2 separate regions of the Pan troglodytes genome follow, and region 1 is linked to region 2. The links are chromatin contacts, called in public Hi-C maps. All regions are on one chromosome and are shown on one strand. The core of a region is the stretch at or near the end of the contact, and the rest is flanking DNA. Distances in the headings are between cores, read along the strand shown. Region 1 has its middle 11 kb from the start of CEP63. Region 2 overlaps RYK (receptor like tyrosine kinase).

Region 1 (5,795 bases), core at 888-3,387, 280 kb after region 2:
AGCACGGGCAGAGATGCCAAGAAGGTAGAGGAGATCATGCATGGGCAGAGGAAAACCCCTTTTGCCTTTGGGTGGTGGCAGCACGATAAAGGGGATCTGAGTCACAGGGAAGGCGTGGAATAACTGGGATGGGTCTGTACGTCAACCTCTCCCCTACTTCCTTTGGAGTCATTTGGTTGTTTTCAAATTCTCCACCCTTTGCCTGTCCCCCCCACCACCCCCATCAAATCCGGTTTGTGTGTGGTGTGCGTGTGTTTGTATACACACACAGTTGGCTCTTGGTAAGAATAATATTAGCTGAAAACAGGAAATTGCAATTATCTGACTATTTTTGATGTATAAAAACAGCTTTTTCATATGGTTCAACCCAGTTGGTAACCTAAAATAAAAATCTAGGTGGAAATCCTTATAGTAATGAGCAGAACTAATGAAGGAATGGGGTAACCACTGGTCCCAGCTCTGTAGTTGTGTTTCTCACACCTGCAGCACTCAAGAGGCTCGATTCTGCAACAGCTGCATTGCTGTGACCAGGGTGACAGAGTGCAAGTTCATATAGTAGTTGGCTAAGAGCCAGATGAAATTTAGGCAGGGACATGCCCTGAGATTGGGTGATAACCTCACTTCAAGTTCTGTACCTCTCCTTCCTCCCATGGTCAGTGAGGCTAGTTTTCAGGAGGCAAAAAAGACAGAGGGTTCAGTTGAGCTGAGGAACCGATTTCAGCAACTGCCTAGGAGATCATTCGAGGACCTGAACCCCTGTCAGGACTCTGGCAAGCCCGGGGGTCTGACCCAGCATTCTCCCTGTCGCTCCTCCTGGCCCTGGTTGCTTTTCTGTCACCCCAAAGGCCAACACCCACAGTCCCTTGAATTCTCACTTCTAAGGTGAGGGCATTTGCTGGGTTTAGTCACTGTCCAGCATGGAACCCTGATGGATACCATAGATTCAAGGATCAGCTACCCAATTTATGGGGCCAAGTACCAAATGAAAATGTGGGTTCCTTGTTAAAAAATTATTAACACTTTCAAGACAGCAAAAGCGGAGCATTATACCAAATGCAGGCCCTTTTGAGTGCAGGCCCAGGGCAACTGCCTTGCTTGCATGCCTGAGCAGCTGGTCCAGGCTGGTTCCGGTGCAGAGGCCAGGACCATCCATCATCTGGGCCAGGAAGGCCACAAGGTATGAAGTCCCTTTAGGAGACCACCCAGCTGCCTTTTCAGGCCTGCCACTACCCAGTCTTTCCTCGAGAGCTCACTGATGGCGTATGGCACAGTGAGAGTGAGAAACTGGGGAACAAATATAACTGTGGGTAAAGCGGGGCCAAATCAAGAAAGGAAGCTTTGAAAAACAGTCTTTTCATGGAATTAACCTAAATGCCCACCAATGGCAGACTGAATAAAGAAAATGTGGTACATATACACCATGGAATGCTATGTAGCCATTAAAAAGGAGATCAGGTCCTTTGCAGGAACGTGGATGGAGCTGAAGGCCATTATCCTTAGCAAACTAACGAAGAAACAGAAAGCCAACACTGCATGTTTTCATAAGCGGGGGCTAAATAATGAGAACCAATAGGCACAAACTGGGGAAAAGCAGACACTGCGGCCTACTTGAGGGAGGAGGGTGAAGGAGGGAGGGGATCAGGAGAAATAACTACTGGGTACTAGGCTTAGTACCTGAGTGATGAAATGATCTGTATACCAAACTCCTGTGACAACAGTGTCCCTGTATTAACAAATCTGCACATGAATAAGAGTTTTTGTTTTGTTTTTTTTAAAAAAGAAAAACAGTCTTTCTAGAGCCTAATGGATTATTCCTGGATGATGCCTAAATTATCCAAACAATTTCATGCAAAGATCTGGGAAACAGCTTAATGAAAGAGCCCCAGGCCTGACTATAAGTTGGGGACACAGGTGGGCAAAATTCCTGGTTCCAGACCTCTTTTTCTTTAACCAAAATTTCTGAACTGCCCTCAACTTTTGGGTGCCCTCACTTTGCCCCCGACAAAGCATGAGTGAGGAGCCCACTAGGTGAGCTGCTCAGTCCAAGCCTGGCTGGCCAGAATCCCAGGAAGGCTGTGCTTTCCTCACATAACTGCTAGCTAGCTAGCACTTTGGGCAGCCCAGGTATGCAGAATCACTTTCAAGCGAAAGATCACACGTATTGAGAATCTTCAGCGTTCAGAGCTAACAATCAGCCAGTGATTCAAACTTTCTAAAAGGAATTGAGCGCCCCCTGCTGGGTATTGTAGCATTGACATTAAACTATCCTCTCAAATGCATCAAAATCTGAAACTACAGAGATTTAATCTCGTATAAAATCCAGTGACAACAGGACTCATGGTGACAACATTATATATGAGTTTGATAAAAGGTTGAATCTTTAAATGTTTCATGACTCCCATGCTCCTATTAAAAATGCTTCTAGTTCTTTATCTCAATTTTAGAAACAAGGTACACACTTTAAAGTTCTAAGTATTCTGGTAGGATTTTCTTCCCATGTCACAGAAAGTTTTACAGGAAAGGTAACATGGTCCTGGGAGAGGACATGGGTTTTGGGATCAGACAACCTAGGCTGGAATCCATTTACTATTTGAATGACTTGGAATAAGTCTTTTTTTTTTTTTTTTTTTGATGGAGTCTCACTCTGTCATCCAGGCTGGAGTGCAGTGGCACCGTGTCAGCTCACTACAACCTCTGTTTCCTGGGTTCACATAATTCTCCTGCCTCAGCCTCCCAAGTAGCTGGGATTACAGGCGCCCACCACCATGCCCGGCTAGTTTTTTGTTTGTTTGTTTTTGTTTTTAATATATTCTTAGTAGAGACGGGGTTTCATCATGTTGGCAAGGCTGGTCTCAAACTCCTGACCTCAGGTGATCTGCCCGCCTCAGCCGCCCAAAGTGCTGGGATTACAGGCGTGAGCCACCGTGTCCAGCCTGGAATAAGTCTTTCAACGTTAACTTGGAACAAATCATTTAAGTCACCATCTCCTGATCAATAAGGACAATGCTATCCACCTAAAAGGTGAATGTCAGGGCTGGAACTCATGTGTTTAAAGTGCATAGAAGTGCTTGATTAACCATCATGTCATCGTTATGATACTATTACGATGTGAGTCTAAGTTGGGTTTCAAAGGATGAGCAGCCCCTGGACTCAGACCTTGTTTCCAGAGACTAGGGGCCGTAACTTTAGTCCTGTGTCTAGCTCAGAGATCTAACCCCTGGGTCATGAGGGCAGTGCTCACACTGGGCAAGTCTGGAAAATTCCACCTCGAACAAATATTTCAAGTCCTTCTACTTCTACCTCTATCTTGCCAATCCAAACTACCATCATTTCTCACTTGAGCCAAAGCAAAGCTCTTCTAATTTTTCTTTCCACTTCTATTCTTATCTCCAAAGTGATATATACATATATATATTTAAATCCAATCTGATCAGGCCACTCTCTCTAGTTAGAACCTTTCAATGACTTAGAAAAACTTTTTTTAGCCAGACACCTGCCTACCCACCTTGCTTATAATGCCAGTCCTACCTCCTGGCTTTATGCAGTTAGCTCTCTCTGTAAGCAATCCTCATCTCCCAATTCTTTCCCTTATTACTACTACTCATCCTTTGGGTGTTGGGTCACAAGCTCAAGGAGGGTACAAGAGATAGCACATTTCTTTTTTTCAAAGCAAATTAAGTCCATTTGGCCTCACTCTGCTGCACTGCAAGCAGAAATTAATTCTGTGGTCCCTGGGGTGTCCTTTCCCCTTCTTATGGTCTTGCAAGCATTTAGGACACTCATGAATGACCTGGAAAAATGGGTAAAGACCTCTACTCTTCAGTCTATCTGGGTCGTTGCTATTATCTTCACTGCCAAGTCTGAGGGGGCCCTTGTAGGAGGGGGTTCCAAGCTTGGAGGTCTTTGCCTTTTCTGGAAGACTCAGTGTTGAGGTGCAGGTTTCCTCTGGAGCACCCAACAAACCATGAAACTCTGAAGTTCACCATCTCACTGTGGTACTGAGTGGAACACAGCTTTCCACTACTCCTAAGAGGTTCCTGTCTGCAGACCCTCTTCTCTCCCACCCTCCCCTGCTTCCCAAACAAGGACTAGGGTTATTATTAAGCATGTCCGCTTCCTGCTGTGCACGGGAAGCACACAGGACCTGGTTACTTCCTTGGAGATTGCAAAAAAATTCAGAGAAAAGATTAGTATTTCAAATTATGTGCTATAAAAGCTGCTAATCACAAGGTCTCCCTTGGATTATTCAATATAAATCAGATCCCCTCCAGTCACATTCTCCTATACTGCAGCAGTACTGTTGGTACCCATTCCCCCAGCTACTGTGTATTGGCTGTCAAAGGCTCACAGCTGTGAGAAGAGATTTTAGTTATTCAGTGTTTCCAGAGTTTCAACAAGGGATACGGACACAAGCAGCCGAGGCTGCTTCTTACAGAGTGTCCTCTGGAGAGGCGTGTCACCTGGCAATGCCTGGGAGGTTACGCTGTCACTGGGGGATTGTGGGAGGGGCCAAGCCAATGACTGACCAATTCATACTCAGTACAAAGGCCTAACCCCTTGCCTCAAGGTGAGAAAACTCTTGGCATTGTCATGGGCCAGAAATCCCACTGGATCAGACTGAAGCTAGACTTCAGCTCAAACCACATCTTGGCTCAGCTTCTTTCCCTGCCCTATCCTGTTTACCTTACAGGACTCTTCTGAAAGCACCTCAATAAATCACTTGCACAAGAAATCTCTGCCTCAGGCTTGGCTTCTGGGAACCCAACCTAAGTCACATCTTTTATTTTTCCTTCCTAGCATACGCCCCAAATTGAAATCATGTATTTGTATGGCTAATGGTTTAATGCCTGTCTCCCCGACTAAAGGCTCCATGAAGGGAGAAGCCACACTTACTTTGTTCATTGCTATATTCCCAGTGCCAAGCATGGTGCCTCCCACAGAGAAAAGCAATATGCAGGCTCTAAACTGGAAAGCTGGCAGGAACCAATAGGCCACATAGCCTCTTGGCCTCCCTCTCCAGATACTTTCCTTTTTGGGTGTTTTGGTACAGACAATTGAAGAAAGCTACCCTGTAACAGCAACTTAGCATTTCTTGTGCCCATCATCCTCAAGCCAGTCCTAGACAGAGATTTCAAAGCCCTGGTTGACAAGATCTGACTAGCTCAAATTAGGTCACCTAATTCCTGATACAATGAGCTACAGTTCTGGCACCATAACACAAGTTACGAACTTGCCCAGAGGCTATTCCTGGGGGTGGCGGCAGTTCTCGGATGAGTGTCATAGACACAAACCAACAGCTGTCTTACAGATATCATATTCTGGTTCAGCAGAAATCAAGAATAGCTTTCATATTTTACTGGTCTACTAATATTCCAGGGAAAGGCTAGGCAGGATTCACATGAACATTTGTCAAGTTCTTAGATGTTAGTGTCTCAGAGATTACATACCACAAGTAAGCTGTAAAATCCTCATTTAACAAGAATGTGAAAGAACTGTGGCGTTCTAGGTATTTTAATGTTCTGAAAAGCTTTTTCTCTTGTATAAGTTTTTTTTAATATTGTAAGTCTTTTTTCTATTAGGTTGTCTTTCTTTGCTTATTGAAGGGACTGGTGGCTTGGGGTCTTTATTCTGAAGATAAAAGATTTCTAGGCAGAACTACTGATGCAAAGAGAAGAAATCAGCCTGGATGTATCTGGATTATAGGATAGCTGCTAAAATCATGTTTGTGATTGAAAACCTAAAATAAGCTATTTGTTTTTTCATGTACCTCTTCCTCCTAAAAGCTAAGTAAACAA
Region 2 (6,052 bases), core at 1,271-3,770:
ACACACACACACACACACACACACACACACACACACACACACGGCTGCTATGTAATCTATAACATTTATATATGAATGTTTATCAATTTCAAGAGCCCATACACAAATCTGAAAAATGTAAATATATAACATCCAGGCAATGAGGACTGTAAGTCTTTATGTAGCCTTTCTATGGCTAATAATACAATATACTACTATCTGCTATTGTAACCAAACATCTGTAGAAAGTCATAGCAAAAATTAAGATAGAAATGTCCTGCAATAAACATTTGGAGAGCACTTATAATATGCAAACCATTCTGCTCAGCACAACCATAGATCTCAAGATACATGTTTGCCTAATGAAATGCCCCCCCAGCATGCCTTCCCTGAAGATGTCCATCATTTTAGGTTATCTATTAGATTGGTGCAAAAGTAATTGCAAATTGCAGTTTTTGTCATTGCTTTTAATGCCATTGCTTTTAATGACAAAAACTGCAATTACTGCACCAACCTGATACTTCTTCTTGTGATGCTGCAGTTAGCCCTGTTTCCCCAGCAACTCTGCGAAGATACTTTGCAACTCAAAGAGACTATAATAAAGATTCATTAGGCTATCATCTGGTCAGAATGCTGGAAGAGCTTCTTTGGCTCAACGTTATTACAGAATTGATCTATATGAGTTTATAATGCAGTGGGTATAGGTCAATATAGAAAAGAGATGAAGAGCATAAACCGTGAAGTCAGAACTGCCAGTATCATCGATTACTAGTTGTACGGCCTAGGACAAACTATTTAATCCTCTGGAACCTCAAATTCCCTGTGGACAGAGTGTGCATAACACTATCCTCTGATAAGATTGCTAAAACGATTACATGAAAAATAAGTAAAGCATTTATTGCCTGGCCCTCAAACATATCTTTATAAATTATTGTTACTAATTTATAGTATACTACTATAGTTATATTAATTATGTGAATATTATGCATCTCCAGTCGTTAGAACAAAAAGGAATTACAGGACTCTGTTTTACAGTTGAGTACCACTCAAAAATCAAACCAGATATCAAAGCTGTTAGAAGTCCAGACTTCAATAATGGGGAGGGAAGAGGAGCATTACCATCCTCAAAAGGGGAGGAAATAAATGGGATTAAGATAATCTACCTCACAGGATTTTTGTGAGGCTCAAATTGTATGAGATATGTGAAAGTACTTCTTAAGTATTATCTGCAACCAACATCACTGATGACTAAGTGCACAGACACAGTCTCTCCATTAACTTAACGGTAGGTGGCACTCTTGTGCTACCTCAGAATTTTTGAAAAGACTGTAGGCACACAAAGGCGTTACAGGGACATCTATGTCAATTTTTCATTCCCTCAACAGATATTAAGTGGGTCCCTAAAATAAGCAAAGCACTATGCTAAGTGGTCAGAACGAAATTTTTTTTTGAATCCAAGACTTACTGTTATGAGAGAAGCAAGAAGCAATTAGGGACCTACCCCTGACATCCATTAAAGTCAACACCTACATAGCTATATCACAAGAGGTGGAAAATGAGATTAAAATGTATATTTGCTAGCACTTAATAGTTTATAGCCAGTCTAAATAAATTATCAATCTAAATAGATTATCTCATTTGATTTTCAAAAGCAAGTAAAATTATGTATGGAGATACTAACCCTGTCTTAGAATGAAGTCAGAACTTTGGGAAAGATCATAATTTTCCTTCAAAACACTTACAACAATTTGTACTTTTCTATTTTTCTCTGTAACTCCACTTCATCCATTCATTCCACAAATATTTATTAAGTATCTACTACATGTCAGGTACTGTACTGGGTGCTAGAGATACAGCAATGAATGCAACAGACAAAGACTGTGACCTCTACATTCCAGTAAGGATTTTTTTTGTTTAATATCTGTCTCACCCAACCAGACTATAAACTCCACAAAGGCAGGACAAGTGCCTGTTTATTCACCTCTCCTTCCCCAGCACTTATGCCAGTACCTGGCACAATAAGCCGCAAGTGGGCCAGAGTGAGCCCCAGTGACAGCTCAACTAACACTGAGTCAATCAATGAACAGAGAAAACCATGCTTCCCTGGGACAGAAAACATAAACCAGACAGAATGGTCATTTCTGACACAAACTGTTGTGAAAAAAGCAAAGAATGATTGGTAAAACAAAATGGTTTTTTTCCTCCCTCTATTCACTGGTTATTCAACCAAATAGTTACTGAGTATTTTACTATGTGTCAGACAGTTAGGCATTAAATATAAAATCAAAGATTTTAAAGGTAAACTCTGTCACCAGTAATGGCATGGGGGCGGTGGTGGGGATAATGGAAACTGGAAGAGAAAAATTAAGATGCTGCCAGATGACAAGTTCAAGCATCCCACAAAGGAGTAATAAACTTTCCTACAGTCACAAACTAACAGGGAAAGACTACAGTAGAGACACGCTGCAGACCAACCCCTCTGCAGGACTTCAGGGTGAATGTAAAGAGAAGCTCTGCCTATCCAGGACAGACTCATCAGGCATAACAAAGAGACTGAAAAGATCAATTTGCAGTGTTGAGAGAGGGAAAGCCACACACATGAGCTCCAACTGCCCTGGCATGAGCACATCTCAGGCAGTGTTAATTCTCTGCCTCTAATGAGATCTGTTTATAACAAGCAGTGGCTCCTAAGTGCCTGGAATGGAAGAATACTACCATCCCTTTCTAATGAATTCCACGGAGCCATGGGCTCCATCTAACCTCACCAGACTGTGTGAGGATTAACGGAGTTCATGAATGTAAAGCACAGGGAACAGTGCCTGGCACACAGCAAGTGTTTTATACAATGACAATAGTGGATTATTAACACATAGCTATTACAACACTGAGTCCCGCCTGCTCTGCCCTGCTCCTAGAAGAGCAATCCTGAAAAAGTTATTTAATCTCTTCAAGCCTATTTCTAGGTGGCTGTGTTAAGATAATACATATAAAGTACCTGGTACAGTACTGGTAAACAGAAAACACTCAATAAATGGTAATCCCAGTGGCCCCTATGCAGAGAGAGAAGCAGCAGATATCTCTTAAATGCTGTTGGATAACTGGATGTGAGCTTTCTGGTCACCATTGTTAGCTTGCCTGGCAGGTAATAAATAATTGTTAATAGGACAGGAAAGGGCAGAAGAACTTTGTCCATCACTATCAGTGAGAGGTGAAGCTGGCTGGGCTTCTGGGTCGGGTGGGGACTTGGAGAACTTTTCTGTCTAGCTAAAGGATTGTAAATGCACCAAACGGCACTCTGTGTCTAGCTAAAGGTTTGTGAATGCACCAATCAGTGGTCTGTGTCTAGCTGATCAGGTAGGGGACTTTGAGAACTTTTCTGCCTAGTTAAAGAATTGTAAATGCACCAATCAGCGCAGTGTCTAGCTAAAGGTTTGTAAATGCACCAATCAGCACTCTGTAAAAACAGACCAATCAGCACTCTGTAAAACGGACCAATCAGCACTCTGTAAAATGGGCCAATCAGCTCTCTGTAAAATGGACCAATCAGCAGGATGTGGGTGGGGCCAAATAAGGGAAAAAAAGCAGGCCACCGAAGCCAGCAGCGGCAACCTGCTTGGGTCCCCTTCCACGCCGTGGAAGCTTTGTTCTTTCGCTCTTCACAATAAATCTTGCTGCTGCTCACTCTTTGGGTCTGCACTACCATTATGAGCTGTAACACTGCGAAGGTCTGCAGCTTCACTCCTAAAGCCAGTGAGACCACGAACCCACCAGGAGGAACGAACCACTCCGGATGCACCACCTTTAAGAGCTATAACACTCACTGCGAAGGTCTGTGGCTTCACTCCTGAAGTCAGTGAGACCATGAACCCACCAGAAGGGAAGAAACTCCGGACACATCTGAACATCTGAAGGAACAAACTCCAGACACACCATCTTTAAGAACTGTAACACTCACCGCGAGAGTCCGCGGCTTCATTCTTGAAGTCAGCAAGACCAAGAACCCACCAGAAGGAACCAATTCTGGACATACCAGCATATTGCAACTTTATTAAAAACTTCATAAAATGCCATTTACTATACGTAGGGCTCTGTTTTAAGAGCTTACTGTATTTCATTAAAACCTCACAACATACCTACTAGGTGTGTATTTCTGCTTTACAGAGGAGAACTGAGACACACATAGGCTATATAACTTAATCCATGTAGCCCATAAAACTAGTAAACAGAATAGCCAGGCTTCAAACAGAGATGGTCTGGCTCTAGAGTCCATACTCTTGACCACTAGACTATGCTCTGAAAACATGTGATAATATAAGCTGGTTTTACTCAGGTAATGTCTGGAAACTTTTGCCCGAAAACTAAAGAGAACTGGAACACCAATTCATGGATGGTAACTAATTATTTCAGCAGGCAGAGGTAGATGCCCCATGGAATCTGAAAGTTATTGCAAAATTCTGGCCTATGTGGGCTCACAGCCCTAGCACGCATGCAAGCATTCAAGGAAAACGCAACTCTCTGGGTATATCAAGACTGACTTCCAAATGCCATGCTCTTCAGTCACCTCTCTACCTGTATCCTCTCTCAAAGTCCTATCAAAATGTTCCCTCAATCGCTTCCAAATGCCATTTCTTCCCCTGTAAAATCTAAACCTAACTTCACCAACCATCATGTACACAAAACATATTCTGAAACAAATCATATACGTACTTCCTTCTCATTCGTATCCCTTTTCTCTTCTTTCTCCACACAGAAATGGAAAATAAAACAGTGGGGACAAAGAGTACTAAGGGGCAGGTACTGAATCCATCCAGCTCCCTTCCCCTTCATATTCTTATGCCACAAATATGCTTCCCAGCTGCATGTTAAGACTAATTAGGACTGGTGACTCAACAATGAGTAAGACACACTGCTCCCTAACTGGAAAAAGCTTACATTCTAAAGGTAAGACAATTACACAAAAAATTATAGAAGAAAAAGTGCAATAACTGCTACGAGAGAGACAGAGACAAAGAGAAAGGGGTGTTTGGGAGGCTTAGAAAAGACTTCATGAAAGAGACAGCAATGGAGCTGGAATTTGAAGAACGGACGAAGTTTGGACTGGTGGAAAATGCATGGAGGCTTGTGGGAAGAAGAAAGCATGAACAAAAGTCCTGAAGGGCAAAGTGTGGGGCGAAAGTGAGGAATAAGTAATCATTTGACTGGAGCGCAAGTAAGGATACAGCAATAAGAGGAGAAAAGGTTCAAAGAGTATGGATGATACATCTCCACATAAAGGAGGGCTTTCAAAGAAGTCACAAAGCTGGGGCATGTCTTCAGGCAGCAACTGGGAATCACAGAGGAGGGAAGTAAGACGTGTTTGTTAGGAAAATAAACCTATGATTCCATCTGTACCTCTCACCCTAACTTGACTATAATGTCCTCCTTGTCATCTCTGACTCACTGAGGCTGGACAAGCACCTTTTGTATTCACACACTTTACTATACATATCACAGTCATCAAATTACATACTTTTATAATTACAGGTTAATGTAAAAGATTAAAATCTTGAAACTATAAAGTATATCATTCTTTCTTTCTGTTCCCAGCACTTAGCATAGTATCTAACCCAGTATATCTTAAACTGGCTGTACATTAGAATCATCCAGGAAGCTTTATGAAAAATACTGATCCCCAAATACTACCACAAACCAACTGCATCAAAATCTCTGGAAGGTGGACCCAAATACCAGTATGTTTTCAAAGCTTCTCCTTGACTCTAATGTGTAACCAGGTTGAGAACCAATCATTTAAATCAGAGCAGGTGCTCAATACATGTTTACTGGATGGATGGAGGGAGGAAGAGAGAAAGGGAGAATGATGAAGGCAAGATCTAGAAGGAAGAAACAGGGCTATTTTGAAAAGGCAATGGTCTGAGGTAGAGTCATGTCCAAGGGAATAGAAAAAACATACTTGTTCTCTACTTCTTCCCCAACAACTAAAAAACTAATTTCTGACTTCTTAATTTTTAAAAAATAAAAATAAAATCAGAGAAACCAGAGACAGTGATTAGGTCATCTTATTTTTCCTTTGGCT

Evidence for each region. A called contact is a pair of places that touch in the nucleus more often than the background predicts.
Region 1: a contact with region 2 is called in a Hi-C map of stem cell-derived neural progenitor cells, with 6 times the contacts expected there. The contact joins two enhancer-like sites. A contact is called at or near these places in 1 of 7 Hi-C or Micro-C datasets (stem cell-derived neural progenitor cells) and 1 of 1 datasets of contacts at active chromatin or transcription factors (stem cell-derived excitatory neurons).

The regions. Positions count from the first base shown.
Region 1 is chr2:137,713,369-137,719,163 of NHGRI_mPanTro3-v2.0_pri, forward strand. No RefSeq gene overlaps it. Among named protein-coding and RNA genes, the nearest start is that of CEP63, 11 kb to the right of the region's middle. Within about 2 kb of position 2,138, at least 4 of the 24 cell types and tissues checked have an H3K27ac peak or open chromatin away from gene starts, as enhancers often do. A contact at or near this core is called in stem cell-derived neural progenitor cells, where this site is marked.
Region 2 is chr2:137,436,886-137,442,937 of NHGRI_mPanTro3-v2.0_pri, forward strand. The region is part of intron 6 of RYK (receptor like tyrosine kinase); the gene reads right to left. Among named protein-coding and RNA genes, the nearest start is that of RYK, 51 kb to the right of the region's middle. Within about 2 kb of position 2,521, at least 7 of the 24 cell types and tissues checked have an H3K27ac peak or open chromatin away from gene starts, as enhancers often do. A contact at or near this core is called in stem cell-derived neural progenitor cells, where this site is marked.